Linked DNA regions of Arachis hypogaea: region 1 is linked to region 2. The links are chromatin contacts, called in public Hi-C maps. All regions are on one chromosome and are shown on one strand. Each heading gives the region's core, a stretch centred on a gene start, on an enhancer-like site or on the middle of the called end of the contact. The rest is flanking DNA. Distances are from core to core; before and after follow the strand shown. Region 1 has its middle 46 kb from the start of LOC112752479. Region 2 holds the start of LOC112750306 (protein SHORT ROOT IN SALT MEDIUM 1).

Region 1 (2,700 bases), core at 61-2,560, 73 kb after region 2:
AAGATATTTTTTTTAGTATTTTTACTTTGACTACTAAAATTTTGTCAAACACATTGAAAAATAAAAAAGTTTTTTATTTAAAAAAATATTTTTTTTAATAATTTAATAACACCCAACAAGCTCATAATAAATGAAGTATTCAATGTTAAAAATGCATAACATTATATATTTTCGAATATAATTATCTTGTGGGTTTTACAAAAGTTCAAATTACAAATACATATTTCAAATATATTTTTTTACAGCTACAATATCTTATATCTATATAACAAATATTTTATAACCACATTATAACTTTAAATATACCTTATACTAATTACATAAATAGCCAAAGTTTCACATAAAAAAAAACATTCTCAATTCTTTTAATACAAATCTGAATGATTTATTAGACCCTTTCAAATCTTGGAGGGACCAGTAGACCACCTAAAAGGTAAAGATCCTAAGCTAAGATAAAAAAGTTTTCTCAAACTTGATAAATAAACAAAAACAACTAAGATCCGACGTTGACATAAGCCCAATCCGGGCTAGCTATTAGAATGGGTAGCTCAGTAGATAAATGAGTTTTATCAGTATCAGTCAACCAGTTTAGATTGAGAGGAAAAGAGCAGCCCGCTTCTTAGAATAATGCACCTGAACAGTCTCTTCCATGTAAGAATTAGGAATTCCTCTTCCAACTCATCCCAGAATGGGCGACTGCACTTTATTAATCCGCTATCGGTTGAATCTCATATCAACAATTTCTGATCAGATTCACTTTCAATTCCCTTTTGTGGACATCTGAGGAGAGGGGAAAGCCCTTTCACAGAGATTGAAATTTCTTTTTCTATTCCAAGGACGGTCTAGTGTAACAACAAATAAATTACCTAAGACTACTATAACCCACATGATTAGATAAGAAAAACTATATACTTAGTATAGTGTTTACAAGGGTACCCCTAATGTGCTTTCGATATTGAAATCGATAGTCACTTCTTCCATACTCATGGTTACATACGTTTGAGAAATCATTATAAAAGAATACAAATTCTATCTGAACTAAAAATTCTAAAAATCTGTCTACAATTTTCTCTGTATGGCCTTTTTTTTGGCATTGTGGTACCCCATAAGAATGAAAATCATTTTCACCCTAAAAAAATCACCTGAAGGATAAGCCCAATAACATGTTGCTTCCCAGTGAAAACTTCAACAACCAAAATTATAGTCAAGGCCTTAACAAATTAAAATATTCAAGTTGTAGATCTATAAACCAACTAAAGCCCATAAAAGTCCCAAACCACAATAAAGATGCAATGGCCCATCATCGGTGATAATTATATATCATCTCAATGACATAATTACCTACACTTAATCAGAACGTCATCATGTGATAACTGATTAACCCTACGATAAGCACTGGAACGAACTGCAACTTGTTTAGAAATTGTCTCATTCTATCCACACTATTCACATTTAGGCGTTGCCAATGTTAATCTATACATGTAGATAGAATTCTACTATCTATATAGTAGAATTTGCCTTATATGTATCTATGTAGGGAAATTCTACGATGTGGATTGTGTAAAATATCCACACCTATAGATCTTAGGTGGTGTATCCCATTTTAAAATACATGGTGGACAGTAGATTATTGCAGCCTTTATTTGTGGACTCAGGAGGCTCAGCAGAGACAACTGACCTGTTTGTCTCATATAATCATCTTGAAAAACTTAATTATACGTGACTAATAAAATGCTCTCTTTAATATTTTTTTGCTGTTGGGGCCTTTACCAAAAATCCTCTGGCAGCATTTTAAATTGGGCCATGATGATTTGTAAACCAGTCTTCTATTTAGGTATTTTGTCACTATTAACAAATTTTTTTACAAAGAAAATAATTAGAATTTATTTCAAAAATGCTATATTTTTTAAATTCTTGGTAAGAAAAATCCCTCAGATATCTTAAGATCTAACAGAATATATCTTTACAAAATAAAAAAAAAGAAAGCCTTGGCCATTTGACGTGGAGCAAAACCTGGATCCTTAAAACTATTCAACATAGGTCTACTCTATTTCTCCTTTTATTAAAAAATACTAAATTGGTAATGATGGTTATTTATTTATTTTACATGTGTAATTTTTTATTTTAAATATTCATCTTTTTATTTTTATTTACTATCTTTTTATTTTTGTAACAACAAATTTAAAATTAAATATTTTATTTCTACAAGATGACAAGATCAATAAGAAATATATTTAACAGTAGTAAACTAGAAGTATCTTGAGAATATCGCGACTTCTAAATAGAAGGCTAGTTTACAAATAACCACCATCATCGCCCAATTTAAAGTGTTGGCCACAAATTTTTGCAAAGCCCCAATAGCGAAACAAAAATATGAAGACAACATTCTATTAATCACATGTAATTAATTTTTTAAAGGTGTTTATATGAGACAAATAGATCAAATACTTCTGATACTGTGAGCATTCTGAGTCCACATATAAAGACTACCATAACTAGTTCTTTATCACGTGTTTTAAAATGGAGCAATCCACTTAGAATTTGTAGGTGTGGATGATTTGTACTAGCCACACCATAGACGCTACCATATAGGTATTATAAATGTAAACATGCACTTTTAATATAAGACATTAATCAAGAATCATGTTAAAAAATGATTGTATTCTACACTGTATTTAATGTTTTTACACTGCATTGTAT
Region 2 (2,700 bases), core at 131-2,630:
TATTTATTTAAAAAAATAAAAAAAGTTACTCCTCTATTTCATGTGTAATTGTGAGAAAGACCTCACAAAAATAAACATTTTGATTTTGATACTTTTTGACTGACTGGTGCGCCAAAGAGCATTTTGGCATTTCGGTATGCAAACTTCTTCCGCATACCCAATCCGTGCCCCTGAAACACCTGCTTCCCCACCCCACTTGTTAGTCACATGTGTCCAGAGCTGCGCTAAGATACATGGGCATTCACATCTATGTAGGGGTGCACATGGCCTGACCCGGCCCGAAGATTCAGCCTGGCCCCGAACACTTTAGAGGCTAATTTGGTATGATTTCACCGGGTTTAGGGTCGGGTAAGGGTCTCAAAAATAAATCCGGTCATTATTTTGGGTCGGGTCCGGGCCATAGCTCGAGTCACCCGAACTTGGCCCGGTGGCCCGGTCATCATACACAATTAATATTTTGTGTTATTAGTGATGGATCATGGCTATTCTTATGTGGAATTTAAGTATTGTAAACCTTAATATTTTGTGTTATTAGTCATTATAAGTCTATAAGTTAATGTTTTATGTTTAGAATGCATAAGACTTTAGACTAATGCATAATATTGTGTTATTTGTATTGATTTAAATATTTGGTGTTATTAGACAATATTAGTATTGATTGTGGTTATGCTTTAGTATTGATTGTGGTTATGCTTTAATTTTGAAGAAGGGTTGATTATTGTTATATTTTACTAAGTGAATTTTACCATGTCAAATAATGGTTAGAGTCTTGAAAATTTGGATATTTTTACATGCTAGCTTACAAGAAGATATCAATGTAATGTAATGTTAACGGCCCGATTTTCACTTGGTATAATTGTGGCTCGAAAGTGTATTTTAGAGCCGGATTCGGGTCTAATAAATAAACCTAGTGTATATTTCGAGCCAAATCTGAGTCACATCAAACCCGGCTTCACCCGACCCATGTGCACCCCTACATCTATGGATGTTTCCTATTGTCCATGGCAGAGACATTCCCCTAATGGTATTAGTATGTTAGACCTTTTGCTTTCTTTTTTTTGTCAAATAAATTAAACAACTCCTAATTTTAGACATACAATATCACAAACTCATGCACACTATGTACTCATACACAACCTTTAAGGGTTCTCATGTACTATTCGGCCTTAGCCAAATTTCACACCCGGCTGTGGTCTTTTTAGGGCCTCTTGCTTTTGTTTATTTCCTTCAGTGGGTTCTCATATACACAAAATTTGGACCTTACTTTGGGTCAGGAATTCAGGATTAATACATTTTTCGGGCTCCTGATTTTTGTTGGTATTAGTTGGGCATCATTCTTTGTTACTGCAAGGCCACACATAACCAGAGCCCATTAACCGCGTTGAACAACGGAATAAAAACAAAAACCCTCGTTCCCTTGTGATTACCGCAAAAGCCTGATTCTTCGTGCAACAGTATTGCTTCATTGCTTGGAAAATTTGAGATAAACGGAACAAAAACAAATTCAGGATAAAACAAGGTGTCTCCCGATTTCCATTCATTCACTCACTTTCTTCTTCTTCTTCTTCTTCTTCTTCACTTACATTATAGGGTTTCCCTCACTCTTTCTAGGGTTTCCTCACACTCCTTTCTCCGATCAAACTTTGTCGTAAATATCTTGCACCTTCAAATTCATCGTCTCTGCAGGAATCCAATTTCCCCATCTCTTCAATCGGTGCGTTGACAATTTGCTAAAGAACCAAACCTTCAAAATTCCTCCTTTTTGTTTTGGTCTTTTTCGGTTTGCTGTTGCTTTATTGATGAACGAATTGTTGGAATGGTTTTGGGTTTCAGGGTTGGTCGCTCTCGTTCCATGTGAAGGAGCATGTATTCTTCCAGAGGGAGCGGTGCTTACGGTCAATCGTACCCGGGTCAATCCGCATACGGCCAGAACGTAAGCCTTTGATTGACTCTTAACAGTTTCTTGATTTCATTCAGGCTGTCGTTGTCAAATTTATCTATTCCCCCCTTAAAAAATTGTTTTCTTTTTCCTTTATTTTTATTTTTTAAATGAATGTTCACCATCGTAAGTCATTGATTCTTAGGCTATGTTTTGTATAATACAATTAAAATTTAAAGGAGGAATTCTTAGAAGTAAAAAAAAATTACAATTTATTTTTGTTTAATGCTTGGAATTTTGTTTATTGGAAGATTAATTTGGATTTTTGTGGTGTTTTTGAATTTGGTTGCAGCTGGGTTCTAATTTCACTGGAGCTTCTGTTGGAGGACATGATGTGGGGCAGCATTCTGTGGCATCAAGGCATTCAGCGATATTAGGTGCCTCTCAGGAAGTTGATGTTGCTGGATATCGCCCTCACAGTTCAACTGCTGCACAGTATGGGGGGCAGTATAGTGCGGTTTATGGCTCATCTGCTTTGAGCAGTGCACAGCAGGTCAGTGTGTTGTGTTATGTGCGGTTAACGCTTTATCTGAAAGATAAGGATAAGGAGTGTTATATAATTGGAAATGGTTCCTTAGGTTTTGTTTGGATTGATGCGACAGAGTGGGTGGACTGGAGTGAACTGGTCATCTGGTATTAGGTGTCCTTTGGTTGGTCTAAAAATACGATGGAGTAGAAGTGATCTTGGTGCTCTTCTATTCTATACAAGTACCTACCATTATTTTGTTTTCCCTTTGATTTGGATGAATTGCGACTTCAAT

The links. A called contact is a pair of places that touch in the nucleus more often than the background predicts.
Region 1: a contact with region 2 is called in a Hi-C map of leaf, with 2.7 times the contacts expected there. The contact joins the enhancer-like site here to the promoter of LOC112750306 in region 2. A contact is called at or near these places in 4 of 8 Hi-C or Micro-C datasets (leaf and an unstated tissue).

Annotation. Positions count from the first base shown.
Region 1 is chr15:73,827,446-73,830,145 of arahy.Tifrunner.gnm2.J5K5, forward strand. No RefSeq gene overlaps it. Among protein-coding and RNA genes, the nearest start is that of LOC112752479, 46 kb to the left of the region's middle. Within about 2 kb of position 1,311, at least 3 of the 3 cell types and tissues checked have open chromatin away from gene starts, as enhancers often do.
Region 2 is chr15:73,754,710-73,757,409 of arahy.Tifrunner.gnm2.J5K5, forward strand. It overlaps LOC112750306 (protein SHORT ROOT IN SALT MEDIUM 1), which reads left to right and starts at 1,381. Exons shown (of 22, transcript XM_025798952.3): 1 at 1,381-1,519; 2 at 1,612-1,714; 3 at 1,834-1,933; 4 at 2,232-2,432. The coding sequence starts at 1,865.